Regions from separate parts of the Rattus norvegicus genome. Here region 1 is linked to region 2. A link is a contact called in public Hi-C data. All regions are on one chromosome and are shown on one strand. Each heading gives the region's core, a stretch centred on a gene start, on an enhancer-like site or on the middle of the called end of the contact. The rest is flanking DNA. Distances are from core to core; before and after follow the strand shown.

Region 1 (5,608 bases), core at 1,869-4,368, 280 kb after region 2:
TTAGCATACTTTCTATAAAATTATCCACAGCACCTGCACAGTTGAGTTGCCTCTGCTGCTATTAACACATTTTTCCACTCCTAAGCTTCTACACCGAGCACAATCTTCTTAAATATCTATTTTCACATAAAAACAATAGCACATGTGTGCATATAGTATATGTGTGCGTGGGTATAGTACTATGTGTGTGCGTGGGTATAGTACTCTGTGTGTGCGTGGGTATAGTACTATGTGTGTGCGTGGGTATAGTACTATGTGTGTGCGTGGGTATAGTACTATGTGTGTGAGCACAGGCACAGGTTTTGCCTTTATTTGGAGGTTCAGGAGTGGGATACAGAAGAGCCCACATGTTAATGTTATTGTTATTGATGCTCTTCAAACCCTCCCTATAACCTAGGAGCTTTTCTAATTTGCTCATGACCTTGGTGCTGGGTTGTCCTGTCTTTGCTCATCTTCATGCAACAGACTGAAGTGGTTGCCTGGGCGGGCCTGCTCCCTGCACACCTATGCAATGTGAGATTGGATCTTCCTCTTCTTTGCAAACTTCCTGACAGCTAATCTGAGCTGTTGCATGTAAACACCAAAGAAGGAGGGAGCTATTCAGTCCCGCATAGCATACCTGTCTGTCAGCCCAAATGTCTGCAGAATCAACACACACATGTGGGAGAAAGCTAACTGATTCCACCCTTCACTCAGCCTCAGTGGCTCTGGACTAATTACAATGAACTCCCTTCCCTAACATCACTGTGGCTCCGCCCCAGATAGAAATCCTTATTTCCCAGGGGGAATAAACAGGGCAGAGTGTCTGTATCACCACTGTGGTGGATAGGGCCACAATTATAATAAGAAAACCATCCTGCCTGGGCAGGGTTCCCTGAATCTGTTATGCCACTAAACAACAAGAGACACTACAGGATAGGAAAAGTGACCAGAGTGTGGTTAGACACATGGGTAGACCGACACTCTGAGGACACCGAGTACAAGACGCGGCAAGTCGAATAGCTATGGCTTGTCTAACTAAAAATAAATATTAGAAGAGAAAAGCACCACCCTGCACTTCTAACTTCTGGGATAAAATTACTAACATGGCTGCATTATCTATTTAGGCAAGACACTGAGACTTCACAAAGGCAGCCAGCGCGGATATAGGGCATGGAAGGGGAGGAGAGATCAGATCAGCCAATGAGAAGTTTACGACAGGGACTTGGAACGCAGGGATGCTGAAGTTTTTTTTTTTCTTTTAGTGTTTCTTCCTGGTGTTTAACCCTCTCAGGTAGCAATGCTGTTGCTGCTGCAAAATCAGTCTCTCTCTCTCTCTCTCTCTCTCTCTCTCTCTCTCTCTCTCTCTCTCTCTCTCTCTCCCTCCCTCCCTCCCTCCCTCCCTCCCTCCCTTCCCCCCCAAAGAACTCGGAAACAAATCTGTACTTCTTCCCTTCCCCCCAAAATGTTCCACAATAAACCACAGCTACTGTATGCCAGCTGTTTTCGAAGCTATTACTCTCATCAAAACAGGGGGAAATATTTTTTTTAAGTAGTTGTCTTTCCTATCCTCGATTTTAGAATGCACAGAAGACCCTGCTGCTTGTGAAAGCTCTGGAGTATGGAGTTCAAGGTTGAAAGGGATCACGAAGAATCCCCCTAAGAAAAACGACCTGCTCCCAGCCTAGTGAGGGCTACCTAGAAAAATCGAACGGGAAGTGAAACCTAATTGAGCCCAGTTAGAACAGTATTTATCCTTTCTAACTGTCCGAGTGAGGTCAAAAGGGGACTTGGCAACGCGGTTTTGCAAGAGGACTGGGTGTAAAAACACCTAGAGAGAGCAATAAATGACCCGGGAGGATTTAAGGAGTTTTGAGTGACCCCCACCCCCACCCCGCGCGCCTGCAATCCAGTTCGGTATTGGTGATGGTGACATTCTTAGAGGAGTGAGAGACAATAGCAAAGGCTTGGGGAGTCCCCAGATAGGTCAGCGGGGAAGGGGGGCACCTTTGGGAAGGCTAGTTTGGAAGCACTATTTTTAACTCTTTGTGTACCAGTTGGGGGACACCCCCACCCCCACTGCAGGCCAACCGGGCAAAGAAAACAAAGTCCACCGTGGTCTCCTAGCCTAAAGTCATCCCGGGAAGCGCTTTCCTTTTGACAGAAGGGAGCTGATTCGCTAGTTGGTAGACCAGGGAAGAGGAGAAATCCAAACGTCTTATAAAAGGTCTGGGGCGTTTTGTGGGAAGGGAGTCATGGAGAAATAAATAAAATATCAGTTGGAAGTTTGCGAGCTTGTGGATATCCATCCCACGACTGGAAAGGCAGTGGAAGGGACGAAGGACAGAACGGAAACGAAGCGATCGGGACCTGGGGACTTGGAGAGGAAAGGGCGAACGCCTAAAGGCTGCTGTGGATCTGAGGAACTCCGGGCCAACCTTAGACTCGGGTACGGAAAAGGCGAAAACCACGGAAACTGTACTTACTTTCGGAGGGGAAGTGGGACGGCATGTCGATTTTATAAACCTCCTTGGCGTAGTACTCCTCGTCGCTTCGCTCGCGCTCGCAGGCGGCTGCCCTCCGGCTTGCCTTCTCCTGCAGTAAGTCCCTGGTACTGTTGTAGATGGAAATCACCTCCGGGGGGACCTCATCCGGCTCCGGATAGTCTTCCGGGGGGCTGGTGAGCTTCAGCTTGCTCAGGATCTGCCCGCGGATGGCCTCGATCCTCTTGCGCATAAACTGGTCCATGTCGAGGGTGCTGCAGGTAGACAGACTGAGCGCCACCGGGACCAGATGCAGGAGCAAAAAGGTTCTCAGCACACAGTAGTGCATGTTTTTAAAAGGAGGAAACGTTGTTGTTGTTGTTTAAAGTAAGAAAAAAATATAAAAAGAAACTAGTAATTCTCAGAGCGGGTCAGGTAGAGTTGTTTTTAATACGAAACTTTTGCAAAGCAGTTGAAAGTCAATGCCCAATAGAAAAACGTCCCTGGCTAGGATTCCTTTAAAAAAGAAAATGCAACGCGTTCCCAACGTGGAGATATTAATATGCGATGCTAGGGAGGCAGGAGGGGGATCTCTCACTTTAAGGAGTAAGAAAGGTTTGTTTTTTCTCCTGGAAGGGAGAGGGTGAGTGGCTCTGAAGTAGAAATAAACTTAAGAGGAAGAAATGGAGTTCAGTGTGTCAGGCTCGGGTGCGGAGTGGCTGATCTGAACTCCGATCCTCCGGCCAAAAGGGAAGAGACGAGAAGGTCCGGGGGCTGGCAGGAGGCACGCAGGGCCGCGGGGAGCGCTGAGCGGCGGCCGGGACTGCGCCGGGCTCTAACTGAGATGTTCAAAGACCGAGCGGCTGGGCCCTGCCTTCCACACGTGTGTGGATGAGTGTGCGTGTGGATGTGTGCGCGTGTGCGCGCGTGCGTGTGCGCGCGCCGAGGGCGAGCCTGGCGAGCCGCGGGGAGGCAGATGCGCCCCGGAGCGGCTCACTCTCGGAGACTCGGTGGGGCACTGTCCGCCCGGGAGATCCGCCAAGGCCTGAGCAGGCAGCCACGACCCCCGCTCCTGCGGGCCGTGCTGTGGCCTACACCCGGCTGGGTCGCTCCACGTTGCAGCCGCCGCTGCCGCCTGCAAAGAGGGCCAGCCTCCAGCTCGGTCCAGCAGATCCTCCTTTTCTTGCTTCAGGCAGCCAAGGGCGACAGAGATCAGCCACCTCCTTAACCCCCAGTGGAACAACACCGCCTCCTGGGCGCGTTAGCTGCAAGCAGTCCCCGGACTCACACCCTTCTCTAGCTTTTCCTCCAAGCTTGCACTTTCTCGCTTAGGGTAAGTAGGTACTTGCGACCCTAAAATACACCTCTGCTGATACCTTCTCTCTGCAGCTGGGCTGCACCAGAACGTCTCCTTAAACCCTAATACTTCTCTCCATCCCTGGCGCCTGCCCTGGAGCTCAGCTCTCTGAGGCTTTTCTCTCTTCCTCTCCCACTTGCTCTCCCGCCCGCTGCTTCAGCAGCTCCGCTCCAAGCAAACCTTTGGCTGCCAGCAGATAACATCACGGTCCTGCCCAGAGCAGAGATTTATAAGTGCTCCCCAAACCACGTGTTTGCCTTCAACAAAGTGACGCGCTAGGGTTACAGTCAGAAGTTCTCCGTTACTAAGACCACGAGCTCTCGACAATTGAGGGGGTGTGGAAAAGGGATGGCCCGAAGGGGAGGGCTACTGGCATGAGGAATTTGCAGTAGTCGCTGTGATCACCAAGGGACTGTCTGTGGAGGGGCAAGCAGCTAAAAGCATCCCATTTCTACACAGTGGGGATCATTCATTCGCAGCTTCCCAGACTGAGTCCCTCCTGTATTGAGCACGTGCGCACGCATGTGCAGTCTCTCTGTGTCTCTGTCTCTGTCTGTGTGTCTGTCTCTGCCTCCCCCCCCCTCAACCCCAGAACACTCAAGGCCATTCCAGCCTAGCCATAAAGACATGCCTTTCCAATCTGAGATTCCTGACCTAAATTTTGAGTTCTCAGGGATTCCACAACAGGTTGTTTTTTATTAGTCTGTTTACAATCCAGCCCTCTGTTTAGCTGTGAACTAGCAGATAACAAGGAGTCACCCCTTTCACCCAAAGCATGTTCTGAATAAAAGAGCTGTTGCCTTCTTTATGTGAGCCCTGTTTATGTGGCTTTCTCCTCAGCCTTCCTGGCCAGGGATGATCCACCATCTTCCACCTGTCACAGCTACATCTAAGACACCTGGGTTTTAAGTGTTTGCTGTCTCCTGTCACAAAATATTCACGGCTTGACATTTTCTACACCAACCTGCCCAAACTGGATGGATACTGGAATCGTTCTTGCAACTGGTCTTTTTCCCTTTCACGTTTAGTTAGTCAAAGTCAACAATTCACTCTTAGTGATGGCTCTGTGGCCAGCCACACGCTGACTAGACAGGTAATTAAAGCTGGAAACTGTTGAGTATCCCTCTCCTGCCTCCCAAGGTCAAGATCTCTGTATCATTTCCTAGTTCAAAAGGGTCAAACCTTCAGGGGTTCATACCGTACATGTAGAGGGGCTATATTATTAATAGAAGGAGCTGTAATGATATCGCTGGCAAGCGTCATACACAGCAGTGAACATTGTCATTTGTATTTTACAGACAAGGAGACAGGCTGTAGGAAGGGAGGTCTGTTATTGTAAAAAACAGGAAGTGGTGGGCCTGGATTTTGCAGAGAAGGCCTACCTCCTGGGTTCTCTCCCACCATACACTTCTAAGAAGTATATGAGGCTCAGAACATCTGACAAACAGGATCTGAGGTTCAGTTAAGTGTTGGAGATGCAGAATAGCCTACTGCCCTCTTACAGAGTTTTATGTTCTATGTTCTAAGAATCCTGCAGAAGACTCTCTCTTTAATCACCTCCCCACCCACCTTGAGCACAAAATCCCTCTTCTCCACTGACCCTGTAAAACCCTGGAATTAATGAATTGTTCTAACGTGCAACTAAATGATTCTGAAAAGCATATAAAAACCTCCCTTACTAGCAGACTTCTTCCTTCCTTCAAGGTCAGCTCCAGATGGAAACAGGTCTCTGGGTTAGACCACCGCCTAGGATTCTGTAATCTGAAACAGAACTGATCGAGAGCTACTG
Region 2 (6,083 bases), core at 2,840-5,339:
CCACTAAGTGCTAGCCTTCTGTGTTCTGGGGAATCCACAACTACCTTCTCTGTAGAATGATGTCATTACTGTGCTTCTCATTCTCTAGTGTGATCTGGGGAAGGCATCGCTCATGAAATTCTTGCCACAAAAGCACAAGGACTTGCGTTCAGCATGGATGCACAATTGGATCCCTAGCACTGCAGTCAGTGCGCAGAGACAGGCAGACTGCTGGAGTTCATTGACTAATCAGCCTAGGCAAACTGATAAACTTGATTTCAGTAAGAGACCCTGTCTCAAAATACAAGGTAAAGAGCAATTGCTCAAGATACTTGACTCAAACCATGGGCCTCCATGTTTATCTATACACACACATACAGAGAGAGAGAGAGAGAGAGAGAGAGAGAGAGAGAGAGAGAGAGAGAGAGCTCTAAATCCCTCTAATGGCCCCATTACCACAATTTAAGCCGATTCTAATATATGTAACTTCATTTTAAATTTCCCAGGGGCATTCTGTCCCTTCTGGTCCTACACCGGAACCTCACTGTATTTCTGCCGTACTGTCCACCTAGCCTGTTATGCTTTGAAATAGCAGCTGAGTCCCTGCCTCAGCAACTCCTGTTAAAGTCGCTACCCAGGATGTTCCCAGAGAGCCTGCTATTACTGTAAGGACATGCATCATATGACTGTGCATCATCCCTCTACTCTTAGCCTACTCTGTTTTTAATGACGTGCTACAGACGGACTTCTTGAAGTGGTTTGTTTTCTTGTACTATCAGTAAGTGGACTATCACACAAAGTTCCATGTGGGCATGACTCAGTCGGGTTTGTTTCCCTAGATGAAGACTATGCTCCACACAGCAGGCACTGAATAGGCACCCTGGCAGGTATTCCTCCCCACCGCCCTGGCTATCTCTCTTCATCTTACATTTGGTAGAAGGCACAGCCTCCTTGGCCCTTAATGCTATAGCTTCAAATCCTAAGGACCCATCAAAGACAGACCCTGAATACAAGTATGTCTTGCTTGCACAAAACAACAGTTGACAGACAGCTTGTTCCTTCTCTGCAACAAGACTGATCTAGGCCCATCTCCAAACACCTCCTCCGTTCAGCAAATCTCCCACTGAAATGTGAATTAATAGGAAGTCCCGTTGCCAAATGCTGGTACCAAAACTCAGGGCTACACTTCAGGATGCAAGCAACAGAAAGTCAGATCCGAACTAGCCTGAAGACTGAGCAGAACTTATTTACAGAAGCTTTACTTAAAATCTGAACAAGGTAAGGGGCTGGAGAAATCTATTATCACTTAAGGGGACTAGCTGCTCTTCCAGAAGACTGCCAGTGCTCAGAGCTGGTGGTAACACAGCCATTAGCAAAAGTGTGCATGCAAATACAAAGCCAAATGACAAAGCCCAACCCCAATATCTAAATTAAAGATGTAAAGCGAGGGCTCAGCTTTAGATGGAGATGTCTTTGAACCAGCACCTCGACCCACACTGAGGCGGAAGGAACATGGTGGAAGAGGGGGCGAAGGAATGTGATGGGAGAGGTGCTGTGAAATATCATCCTCTGGGCATGATGTGGCTCTCGTCTGAACTCCCAGCTGCTGTGGTTACAAAACCTGCACAAAATCAAGAGTTAAAAATACCAGTATGGATGGGGTACTCCCAATGCCTCATCCCTAGCTGAGGATCAAGTGGAAGTCGATGGCTGTTACAGAAGGGGGTTACCTTTCTTTGGGGGGTGGTATTGGTCTGCTGCCCATGCAGTGGATGACCCTACCCACATGCTTATAGGCAGCACTAATTGGATTTAGTGGAATGGAGATGAGAGATACCCTACAGGTGACTCAGGCAGAGCTGGAGGGAAGGAATAGGAAATGCAGAAAATGGATATGACCAGCATACATTGCATATGTGTATGAACTTTCAAACAATAATAAAATCAAATGGAAAGTACAATTCCAAAAATGTGGCATGTCCCATGAGGAACAAAAAAAAAATGGCACCCATGGATTTTAGGTTTCTCCTTTAGGAAGGTAAGAAAATGAGGAAGGGTCACAGCTTGCTTTCTTAGAGTGTTTGGGCTCCATCTCTTCCTGCCCCTTTCAGAGAGTCTCTGGAATTTAGTTGAATTTCTCTGTCAGCAGCAGTGTTAACCAGTTGTGAGGAAAAGCCTTCTAGCCACACAACAAAGCCTTGAGTTCCAAGTTCAACTGCTGTTATTTTAAACAGAATATTCATGCCTTGAACTTTGGGATTTTCCCAGAAGTGTCTGTACCACAGGCTTGAGTAATTGTATGAGCTCCCTGTGGGCCATTAATTCTCCACCTCTATCCCCAGGCCGTGTTCAAGGACAACCTCAGTCAAGTAAGTCATATTTTCTGTAACTGAGGAGACCCAACTTATAACTTATAATGTCTTAGTCAGGGTTTATATTCCTGCACAAACATCATGACCAAGAAGCAAGTTGGGGAGGAAAGGGTTTATTCAGCTTACACATCCACATTTCTGTTCATCACCAAAGGGAGTCAGGACTGGAACTCAAGCAGGTCAGGAAGCAGGAGCTGATTCAGAGGCCATGGAGGGATGTTTCTTATTGACTTGCTTTTCCTGGCTTGCTCAGCTTGCTCTCTTATAGAACCCAAGACCACCAGCCCAGGGATAGCACCACCCACAATGGGCTGGGCCCTACCCCCTTGACCACTAGTTGAGAAAATGCCTTATAGCTGGGTCTCATGGAGGCATTTCCTCAACTGAGGCTCCTTTCTCTGTGATAACTCTCAGCTTGTGTCAAGTTGACACACAAAACCAGCCAGTACAGACAGCAACAACCATCTGGAAAGAACTGTTCTGCTCTGTCCAGCTGCTTGTGCCCGTCCTCTGAATTTACAGCTGTCTGTCACTGGGGAAGTTCAAGGAAGAAGAATGGGCCTCTGACCAAGAGTCTGTGTTCACTCCAGCCCAAGTTGTTAGAATAAAACAAGGGCAAGGTCAAACAATTCTCTTGTGTGAGATCAACCAAATCATTCATTTTCCATGAATAATTAGTGAGAGATCTTTGCAGTTTATTCCAGATGATATAATAAGAGAGGTGATATTGGACCAGGTAAATGTAAAATAGCAGCTACCAGTGCAAGTTAGAGTGGTTATCAGAGAGGAAGTTTCCTCACACACACTTCTATCTTGTACACTATTAAAACATGTATATAGCACGGTGTCATATATATGCCTTAGCTAAATAAATCACCCATTACAATCCACAATGAGGAGCCCAATGCAATGACAAGAACAGATACTGGCAAGACCCAAGGTTAACGGAGGAGAGGAGGAAGGGTATACAATGTTATACAAAGCTGATGGGAATTGGGAGCTGCAGCAAAACTAAACTATGAATGATACAGAGAGAGTAGATACAGCAAGTAATCTATGTAAGGTACAGAAAGAAAGAGACGGAGGGAGAGAACACAGGGTCATGGGGGGAGGGATGGGGAAGGGCAAGGGGTGTACATGTAAAAGCAATCAAAATTAAACACAAAGACACAGCTTCTAAGGAAAACAAAGCTAAGAGACAATCAGCCCTTCTCTCTGGCTATGCTGCTGAAATGCAAAAGAAAAGTGGGATGAGACAGGGCTCTGTGTGTGGTTCTAGCCCATTCTGTTTAGAGATTAAAAGACAAACTGAAAACGAAGAGGTGTTCAACCCTGTGAAGTGTGGGTTGCATTTAGTCCATATTAGACAAACAGAAATGACTTTCGACTTCTGGTTCTGTGAATGGGCTGTATCTGGCGATCACACTACAACCAGCTCGGTTCTCTCTAGCCTAGTAAAATCCAAATTACCAAAAGCACATTGTTTTTGCAACATCAGCCTTAGAATAAAAGTACCTGACTTGAAAAGGTTGAACCCGCCGCCCCGCCCCCCAAGTAAAATGTTTCCAACATCTACTGCAAACACATGAGCTGGAGTCTTTAATTGCCGAAGACTTTGGCTACTTCATCCCTGAAGCGATTGAAAGAATGCTATTCATGTCGACCACAAGAGGCTTAAGAGCCCGGCTCATTGCCGCATCCGCATTCTTGGATCTATCTGATAACAAGAGAGGCTGTCCAGATTCTCACTGGCTGCCTAGGTCTCAGGGCTTCTCCCACGGGTGTGCAGGCAGTGAGGTGAGTCAGCACTACCCCCAGAGCTTCTAGAAACATCTACTATTTGAGGAATGAGGAACTTGGGCACACGGGACATGAGATCAGCTACTTTTAGGGACACAATGGCTGTTGGGCTCAGTGAACTGCCAGGATAAGGACACACGGTTCCTATGTTGTCTTTGAAATGCTGGCCCCACAGGGATTATTGGAGACACATTTTCCCTAAGGTCCTCCAAGGGAGAGAAGAATCACTTGTTTTCCACAAGTGCAGATAGTTTTAGAAAGCTGGCCTTCCCAAACAGCTCCCTTCCTCCCAGAAGTTAAGTGTGTCCTCAGGTACCAGGTTTCCTGTGGTCTTCAGATTATAGAAGTCTCCCCTTTAAAAGAGACATCTGCTCTGGTCTGAGGCTCAGATATTGAGATGGAAATAATCTTGTAGCTATTTGGCTATGTTTAAAGTTTTCAGATTTTATAAATCATTTCTTTGGGCATAGACCATGTGTCCTAGGTTTCATGCTGTTCATGCACATGTGAATATCAAGGGGTTCGTCAAATCGTGAGATGTCCTTGTTATAAATGAAGGATAAAGAAGGAAAAGGAAGGGAAAGAGGGAAGACATAATCTGTCAGTTTTTGTGGCTATGAGAGTGTACATGTGTTTGTGTGTGTGTGTGTGTGTGTGTGTGTGTGTGTGCGTGCGCGCGCGCTCGAGTGCATGTGGAAACCAGAGGACAAACTCCTGTGTGAGTGTCCTTGCATGCTATTCACTTCTGTTTATTTATTTTATCTATTTTGTTATTTGAGACAGGGTCTTTCACTGGCCTAGAACTACAAAAGTAGGCCAGGCTTGCTCTCTAGTGAGCCCCAGGAATCTGCCTGCCCCATCATCCACCTCAGGGTTGAGATTACAAATTCAGGTCAGTTTTGCCATCCTGCTTGGTGGTTTGCACTGGGAACTGTTAGGGTTTAAATCTCAGCCCATGCCCAGACAGAACACATCAAGCCAACATGGTTCAACTTGGAGAGGTTTAAATGAGAGAAGAAGAGGAGGGGAGGGGAGGGGAGGGGAGGGGAGGGGAGGGGAGGGGAGGGGAGGGGAGGGGAGGGGAGGGGAGGGGAGGGGAGGGGAGGGGACGGACCATGGGCACATGGAGGGAAGGTGGGGGGATGGAGAGAGAAGGGACAGGGATAGAGGGGAAGAGAGAAGTAAGAGGAAGAGGAAGGGGCAAGCAGCCCCTTTTATAGTGTCAGGCACAGCTGACTGTTGCCAGGCAACTGTGGGGCGGAGCATACCCTGTAGTTCCCAGGTAGCTGTGGGGGTGGAGCTTAGACAGAATACCAACAGGAACTCAATGTGTAATACACCCACCAATGGAGGACATTTCTCATCCAATCCACCATGCCTGGAGGATCCAGAGTCACCCCAAACAAACTACCGCCACGGTTGCCTCCTGATTGCCAGCCGAAAATGATAAGGTCCTATGGCTGAAAAGACAACCACACGCTTTGACGACAGGAAAACAGAGACATCGGTCTTGAACGGAGCGTAGGCTCTCTCCCTGCTGGTAGCTTCCATCGTGCTGGAAATCACTACCCGGGCTGGAAAAGAGAGATCCACGACTTTATCCGGGACCAGATGCTGTCTGCTACAATCCTTACCTGCTGGTGAGCTGTGCCTGCTGGTGTAATAGTGGTGTAACTGTTTATGGGAGTAAACAATCGCTCTCTCGAACAGATTTGAGGCCCGCTCCACAGGAAGGAACTCATACCTGATACTATCTATGGATCTGTGCTGCTTGCAACCCTGGTGAGAGAGACATCTTACTGCAGTCGGTAGTTGCTATAATGCAGACAGTTGCTGCTGTTAGAAGTGCTGAGAATAAAAGGTGAGCGCTCAGCGTGAAAGCAACATCACTCTACAGGTTCAGGGAGCAGCACAGAGGAGCTGGTGTAAAGA

The links. A called contact is a pair of places that touch in the nucleus more often than the background predicts.
Region 1: a Hi-C map of the A7r5 cell line shows a contact between it and region 2, with 5 times the contacts expected there. The contact joins the promoter of Tgfb2 here to the enhancer-like site in region 2. A contact is called at or near these places in 5 of 12 Hi-C or Micro-C datasets (the A7r5 cell line, the Rat2 cell line, Schwann cells and 2 more).

What each region holds. Positions count from the first base shown.
Region 1 is chr13:100,789,567-100,795,174 of GRCr8, forward strand. It overlaps Tgfb2 (transforming growth factor, beta 2), which reads right to left and starts at 3,119. Exons shown (of 8, transcript NM_031131.2): 1 at 2,466-3,119. The coding sequence starts at 2,811.
Region 2 is chr13:100,510,867-100,516,949 of GRCr8, forward strand. No RefSeq gene overlaps it. Among named protein-coding and RNA genes, the nearest start is that of Tgfb2, 280 kb to the right of the region's middle. Within about 2 kb of position 4,090, at least 12 of the 93 cell types and tissues checked have an H3K27ac peak or open chromatin away from gene starts, as enhancers often do. A contact at or near this core is called in the A7r5 cell line and Schwann cells, where this site is marked.